Regions from separate parts of the Zea mays genome. Here region 2 is linked to region 1. The links are chromatin contacts, called in public Hi-C maps. All regions are on one chromosome and are shown on one strand. Each heading gives the region's core, a stretch centred on a gene start, on an enhancer-like site or on the middle of the called end of the contact. The rest is flanking DNA. Distances are from core to core; before and after follow the strand shown.

What was found. A called contact is a pair of places that touch in the nucleus more often than the background predicts.
Region 2: a Hi-C map of endosperm shows a contact between it and region 1, with 2.2 times the contacts expected there. The contact joins the enhancer-like site here to the promoter of LOC100284741 in region 1. A contact is called at or near these places in 2 of 25 Hi-C or Micro-C datasets (endosperm and tassel).

Annotation. Positions count from the first base shown.
Region 1 is chr4:21,271,188-21,274,399 of Zm-B73-REFERENCE-NAM-5.0, reverse strand. LOC100284741 (O-fucosyltransferase -like) reads right to left here and starts at 1,433. Exons shown (of 9, transcript NR_182110.1): 1 at 1,281-1,433; 2 at 1,042-1,183; 3 at 45-126.
Region 2 is chr4:21,907,278-21,910,489 of Zm-B73-REFERENCE-NAM-5.0, reverse strand. It overlaps LOC100273243 (Zinc finger CCCH domain-containing protein 33), which reads right to left. Exons shown (of 7, transcript NM_001147685.1): 7 at 1,116-1,782. The coding sequence ends at 1,510. Among protein-coding and RNA genes, the nearest start is that of LOC100273243, 20 kb to the right of the region's middle. Within about 2 kb of position 1,604, at least 9 of the 20 cell types and tissues checked have an H3K27ac peak or open chromatin away from gene starts, as enhancers often do. A contact at or near this core is called in endosperm, where this site is marked.

The DNA of each region.
Region 1 (3,212 bases), core at 184-2,683:
GCAACTGGACAGTAACTGCCGGTAGGATACAGTGACAAACTTACGAGGCCAGTAGGTGCGTGGTGCAGAAGATGCTCTCCAACCATTTGAATCTGCAGTTCTCCACAACTTATTTACATCAACATCCTTGAGTAGTAGCAGTGATGTCAGTACAAAAAATAACTGATAGAAAATCCAAGTAGTGAATATACATTTAATTTCGGTACTACAGTCCAATTCCACACATTCAACAAAGCTTACGTCAGATGAATTTTAATTGAAAAGGAACTGAAGTGCCAAAAATCTCAGTGTATGAAAATAGGCCATTTATCTATTACATTATTCCCGATCTGTTGAGTATAATATTTTTAATGTGACACTACTTAGGGAGTCTTTTGCCATCATGTTCTGGCCGAAGTATAACTAACCATTTCCACAGAGAAGGCGATCCACCCTTACCAACTAAAATGCATGTGCTTTCTGCACAACTTCATCATGCCAAATCACATTAAGTACTAAATGCATTGCAGTTTTAGGTCCCATGCCTCATTATTTTATAAGAAATTTAATCTATGAAAACAACCAGCTGAAATGTCCTCATCCGAATATCGATCAAGGTTTACACAATATTGCCCATGTTTTGTGCAGCGCCTAGAGAAATGCACAATTTGCACTGAAACCGCCAACTTGTTCTAGTTTACTGCAGCAAATACATTGTTTGATATATTTAAAAACAAGACTTAGACAAAATTATTAACAATACGCTGTCTACAAATTAATGCAACTTCCATCTGATTTGATCTTCACTAGGGATGCAGATTTGTTGTGTCCAATGTGCTAATCTGCATTCATTAATGAGGCTCCAAGCAGCTTCCAAACACAATGTAGCATGCATCTAACTTAACCAGTGTAAAGAGCTCCCAAATTGCTTACGAGCAAACAGGAACGGGACAACCACATCAACGCCTTCCCTGCCTTCACTCCCACGCCAGGCAGTGCATACAGCAGACGGGAAACGGAGAGGTACAAACCAGAAAGCAGGCGCGGGCGAGGCGAGCGCACCTGGACCCTGTAAGAGGCGCCCAACAGGCCGACCGAAGAGGAGGAGAAGAGGCACACGGTGCCGACCACCAGCGCCGCCACTGCCACCCAAAGCCGCGCCGGCCCGCGCCGCCGGCGCAACGATGCCTCGCTGCCCAGACCCCTGCGCGGTCCGACCAGACCATACCAAATCAAATGATCTGAAGAGAAGTCGAGAAAAAATTGGAGGAATAGCCGGTGGGAGCGAGCGAGCAGCTCACCTGCGCATCGGGATCGCGTGGCGTGTTAGGGTTTGAGCGCTGATGCCGGGACTGAGGAAGAGACAGAGTGAGGACTCAGATCTGGCTGCGAGCGGAGTAATGGAGTTGCGCGTGGGCGTGGCCCCGGGATCGCGCGGCGCGCAGATTTCCTTTTTTTTATCGAATATTTGTCGTCTTCATTTTTAAACTAAATAACGATAGATAAAAAAGAACGGGATGAATATTTTTAAACTAAATAACAATAGATAAAAAAGAACAGATTGAATATTATGGAAATCCACACGTTGGGTTTCACAAAAATAAGATAAAAGGTGTCAATTGTTAAAATAGAAAGGAAACATATCTTCTTTTTGCCATAATAGAAATATACCATCAGTTGCGTCATTATCTTTCCTTTCTTAAACCTTTTCAGTTGTTATTCACTTGACGTAGAGTGTTGCGGCGTCAATCCTTTCTCTTCTCGTGGCCTAGTTTCTCTTCCCTCTTTTCCCATTGCTGGTGAACCCTAGTCGTCGTCTCCATGTCGGATCCCGCGCCCGAGCATGCCCACGCTGGTGGTGAGGTAGTCGCGTGTCCTTGTTGCTCAGGTCTTCCAGGTACATGTTGTTGGCGTCGAAGAACTCGATGCATCGCCATGTCAAGTATTCTATAATAATATTCTCCAATCCACTAGGCTTAGGACTGCTTGAACATCATGTAGCAAACATATCTCTTTTGTAGCTGTTGTGGGAGGATTGAGTGTGCAATATGTTGTCATTTATTGTAGATCAGTAACTAACATAGTGACATTGCATTTTGTTGCAGCATAGCGTTGATTACCTTACTCATGTGAACATTAAGAACTCTCTGTGCTATGTCATACAAGAGATGAGGCGTCAAACTTCTCTCTTACACGACGTGTCAAGGTTGTGCTCCATGCCTGATAAAGTGCAAGGTCTGAAGGCAAAAAAATGTTGTGAATCATCTTGACCATATATGTAAAATGCTTGAGAAAGCTACTTTAGTTTGCCAACGAGATTTAGGCACAATCACTTCTTCGGTGGTCTTTGAGTCAATAGATCCTCGCACCAAAGAAGGTTACATTGAAGATGGTTACACTTTAGATGACTGCGCCGAAGAAGGATACAACGAAAACAATTATGATTTTGAGTCGAAGAGTTTGTGGGAAATGATTTTTTAGGCTCAAGATTTTTGGGAGAACCTTGAAGTTCCTAGCATGCCACATCATTCTGAGGATATGGGTTGGGATTTCGAAGAATGGTGGGATCGTACCATGTGAAGCATTTCAAAGTGAGAGTTGATGTTAGTTGTTGTTATTTAGTAATAACTAATGTAAGATTTGTCTAAGTCAGACTTGTTGTTAATTTAGGTGTGATTAGGTCACACTTTATGTAAGGCTTTGTAAGCAAGAACCCTTGACTTTATGTAATGTTGTTTTAGTAAGACTTCATCTATTATGTTTGTTATATTCGACTTGTCTATGAGTCTGTAATAGCATGTTGAAAATTGCAATATGTATACTTTTTGCAATACAATGTTTATGTCCACACAAACATTCAATCTGACTAGGAGCATTTGACTGAAATTGTCAACATAAGAAGGCCCTCGCCTTAGTTTTAGCATAGCACTATTCAGTTTCATTTTCAGTGACACATTTGAAACAGTAGCCCCTCGCAAATATGGCCATGCATTTTCACAAACTTGATACACATATTCAATTCACATAATGAATAGGAACATGTTTAGTTCACATACTTTATGCACATAGTAGTTCATAGATTTGATACACATAGCAGTTCACAAACTTGATACACACATTTAGTTCATAGATTTAATACACATAGTAGTTCACAGACATGATACACACATTTAGTTCACATATTTGATGCACATAGCAGTTCACTAACTTGATACACACGTTCAGTTCACAAA
Region 2 (3,212 bases), core at 355-2,854, 640 kb before region 1:
TTTCAATTGCGTTATGTCCTTTCAATATGGTACTTTTATTTTCAATTACGCTATGAATTTTTCTTACACCACTGCTTGAGTTGTACCTTGATTTTCTCACATCATCCGCCACTACAAAGGCTTCCCTAAAAAGACTCTATATATAAGGAGGAAGAAATTTCTTTGTATATATAAGGAAAGCTCTATGTTTCTCTGTACTTTCATTATATCATTTCTTTGAGATATTAATCTTGTTTAAGTATAATGTGTAGTATGGTAGTACAAATATGGTACAATTTTTTTAAAAAAATATAAAAAGATAAATAACCGAATTACAGTGTATAGAGAGAGATTATAGAGAGAATGGGTGGAGACAGCTTAATAATAAGGAAGTTGGATATAATGGCTCACAGAGACTTGTCTCTTGGTAGAAATGGGTGTAAACTTCGCTCAACATTATTGGCACTTTGTACCATCACTATCATTAGCATCATGTCATCTTGCATTTTAAACGTAGATAAGCACCAAGGTGGGCACTTTGTACACGATGTAGAAACATAAGGTCATGTTTGTTTCGGATTATAATCTCTTCATATTATATAATCCAGCGCAAATAATCCAACAAGTAAACAAACACCTAGATTATGGGTTCAGATTATATAATCTAAAGCCCAGATTATAATAATCTTATAATCTCCTCAAGAGTAGCTTATTTGAGATTATTTTTGGCAAAAGACTCACTATTCATGGTTATTTGGTTATGTAAATATAAATTACAATATATGTCATCCTTCTCTCCTTACCTAAATAAACAAAAAGTGTATTGTTATCTTTGTGAATGATCTATATTTGTATAATCTAGACTATCAAACAACTACATATAAATTATAATCTATCTAAATTATAATCTGAATTATATAATTTAGATTATAATCCAGATTATATAATCTATAAGCTAAAATAAACAGTCCCTGTCAGGACCACCAAGATAAAAACGACTCTCAAATAACTGAGTTTAAAGCATGGTGGGTAATACAGAGCATACGATGGCAACCTATTATTTTCCCAATCTTCAAAACGCACACTTTCAGAGTGCGGGGCTGCCCTTATGAAAAAGAGATAAATGCCGAGAAAAAAAAAACGAGACAATAATTAACAAAAGAGGTTATGCTTGCGCATCCCCAGTCAGTTTCGCAACAGCTTTGTCCATGCAAAGACAGCTCTATAACTACAGCACCGGGACCAGTGCACATGACTCGAATGGGTTTGAATGTCCAGAGGTGAGTAGGTTCCATCCATACATATGTTTTAAATAAGGTAGGTTTGTTCCCGTTTCAGTGGGGGAGCAAATGAGCATCCCGAACAGGCAAGAACTTTTTCCTGCCTGAATGCAATACACGTTGAAGCAAGCTCCGGTATGTAAAGCTCAGAGGTGGGGCAAAAGACCTGTACAGCTTCGGATCCTCGAATGTTGTTGGTTGCAGATGGTTACTCCAGTCAAGAATGGGGAACGAAGACACCGAGGATGGCCTAGGACGCCTCTCTCTCAGCGCTCCTTTCACCAGAGGGTATTTGCTGGGAATCAGAGTGGGCAATCCTCCTAGACCTTCCGGAACCACCATCAGGCGATGCTTCTGGGTGCGACGGCGGTACATGTGCCAGCATGCGCCGAGGAGCTGGGGCCTCGCTAGCTGGCGATGGAGCCTGGCCGTACATGGCATTTCCCATTGGGTGATCGAATTTGCAATTTGGACCGAACTTGCACATGCCGTAGCGATTGTAGAAACTGCATATTGGCTCTCCCTGTGAGCGGAAATAAAATAAACAGATGGTTAAGCAACACGTATGTGTGTAGCATGTTTGCATTATACCACCAGTGTCAAGTATTGCATGGCATCAACCTTGGCATTAGTTTTAAGGTTCATTTTCTGTGGGTAACCATAGGGAATAAATACATTATCAACGATAAAGAAAATGAAAAGGGATAAGTGACAGTATATATTATAAAGGATTGGCTCTTGAAACAGCTGTATAGCCCAAGCAAGAATTATGTTTAGCACTCACTAGTTCCTTTAAAAAATTAAGATACAGAAGAGAACCAGAGAAGATAAACTATTGAGAAATGACACCCCCTGGGTTACAATTTCTGCAAACACATCATAATCAATTGAATTTTACACCAAAGAGTTGACAAGTATACATCTACTACAGGCCCATTAGGCGCTATATATATATATATATATATATACACACACACTGTGGCAGCATGGTTCTTCCACTCTTTTAAGGTTAGTAACATGGTATCACAGCCAAGGATGAGAGTTAGGGTTAGACTCATCTAATCTAATCCACCCACTATCCATTTCTGTTTGGAAAAATCTCTTGTATGCCATCGGAGTTTATACTCATCCCTTGTATGCGGTCTACCACTGCCTGTCTCACGTGCTGCAAATGGGCTGACGTCACAAAGAGGCAACACCTCAGCAGCCGACAGTGTTTGCTCTCCACATCCAACCTATCTAGCTTAAAGGTGTCATTTGGGACTCATTATCCGTTAACCATGGGAAATTTCTCTATTAGAGTTAGGGTATGGTGCGAAAGGGCCTCTAGCCAAGTTGGTTAGGTGGTCTAAATAGCACTCCTCAGATCTTGGATTCGACTCTCCGTGGGAGCGAATTTTAGGTTGTGGTTAAAAAATTCCCTCGTCTGTCTCACGCCAAAGAACAGGTCTAAAGCCTGGTCCCGGTTGTTCTCACATGGGCTATGATGTCGTGGTGTATGGGTGGGGCAGGGGTTCTGACTTCTGAGGTTTTCTCGACCTACGTGACAAGGTCTTCTTCTTAATATAATTCAGTGGAGCGGTCTTACCCCCGAGTTTTTTTAGAGTTAGGGTATGGGGAGATTTTAATCCCCGTGGGTACATATTTGGGGGAAATTCTTTTCCCATTGGGTATGGTGGGTATGGGGAAGCACAATACAAACCTGATTACCCATGAGTAATATTTACCTAGTAAAATTAGGTGTACAGACTTGAGAGATAATACCTGATGGTGGTGGCCACACTTGAGAGATGCAAGTTTTTATCTTTCATGCTCTGTTTGAGTTCAAAAACCTGTATGTGTTGGGAACTCGGGATTAATCAAGTTACTATTTCTAGAACGAGTCACTTCGTTTTTACTATTTTGTATGGCTAAACAATGTTTTTGCTTGTTACATGTATTTGGCCACCAGGA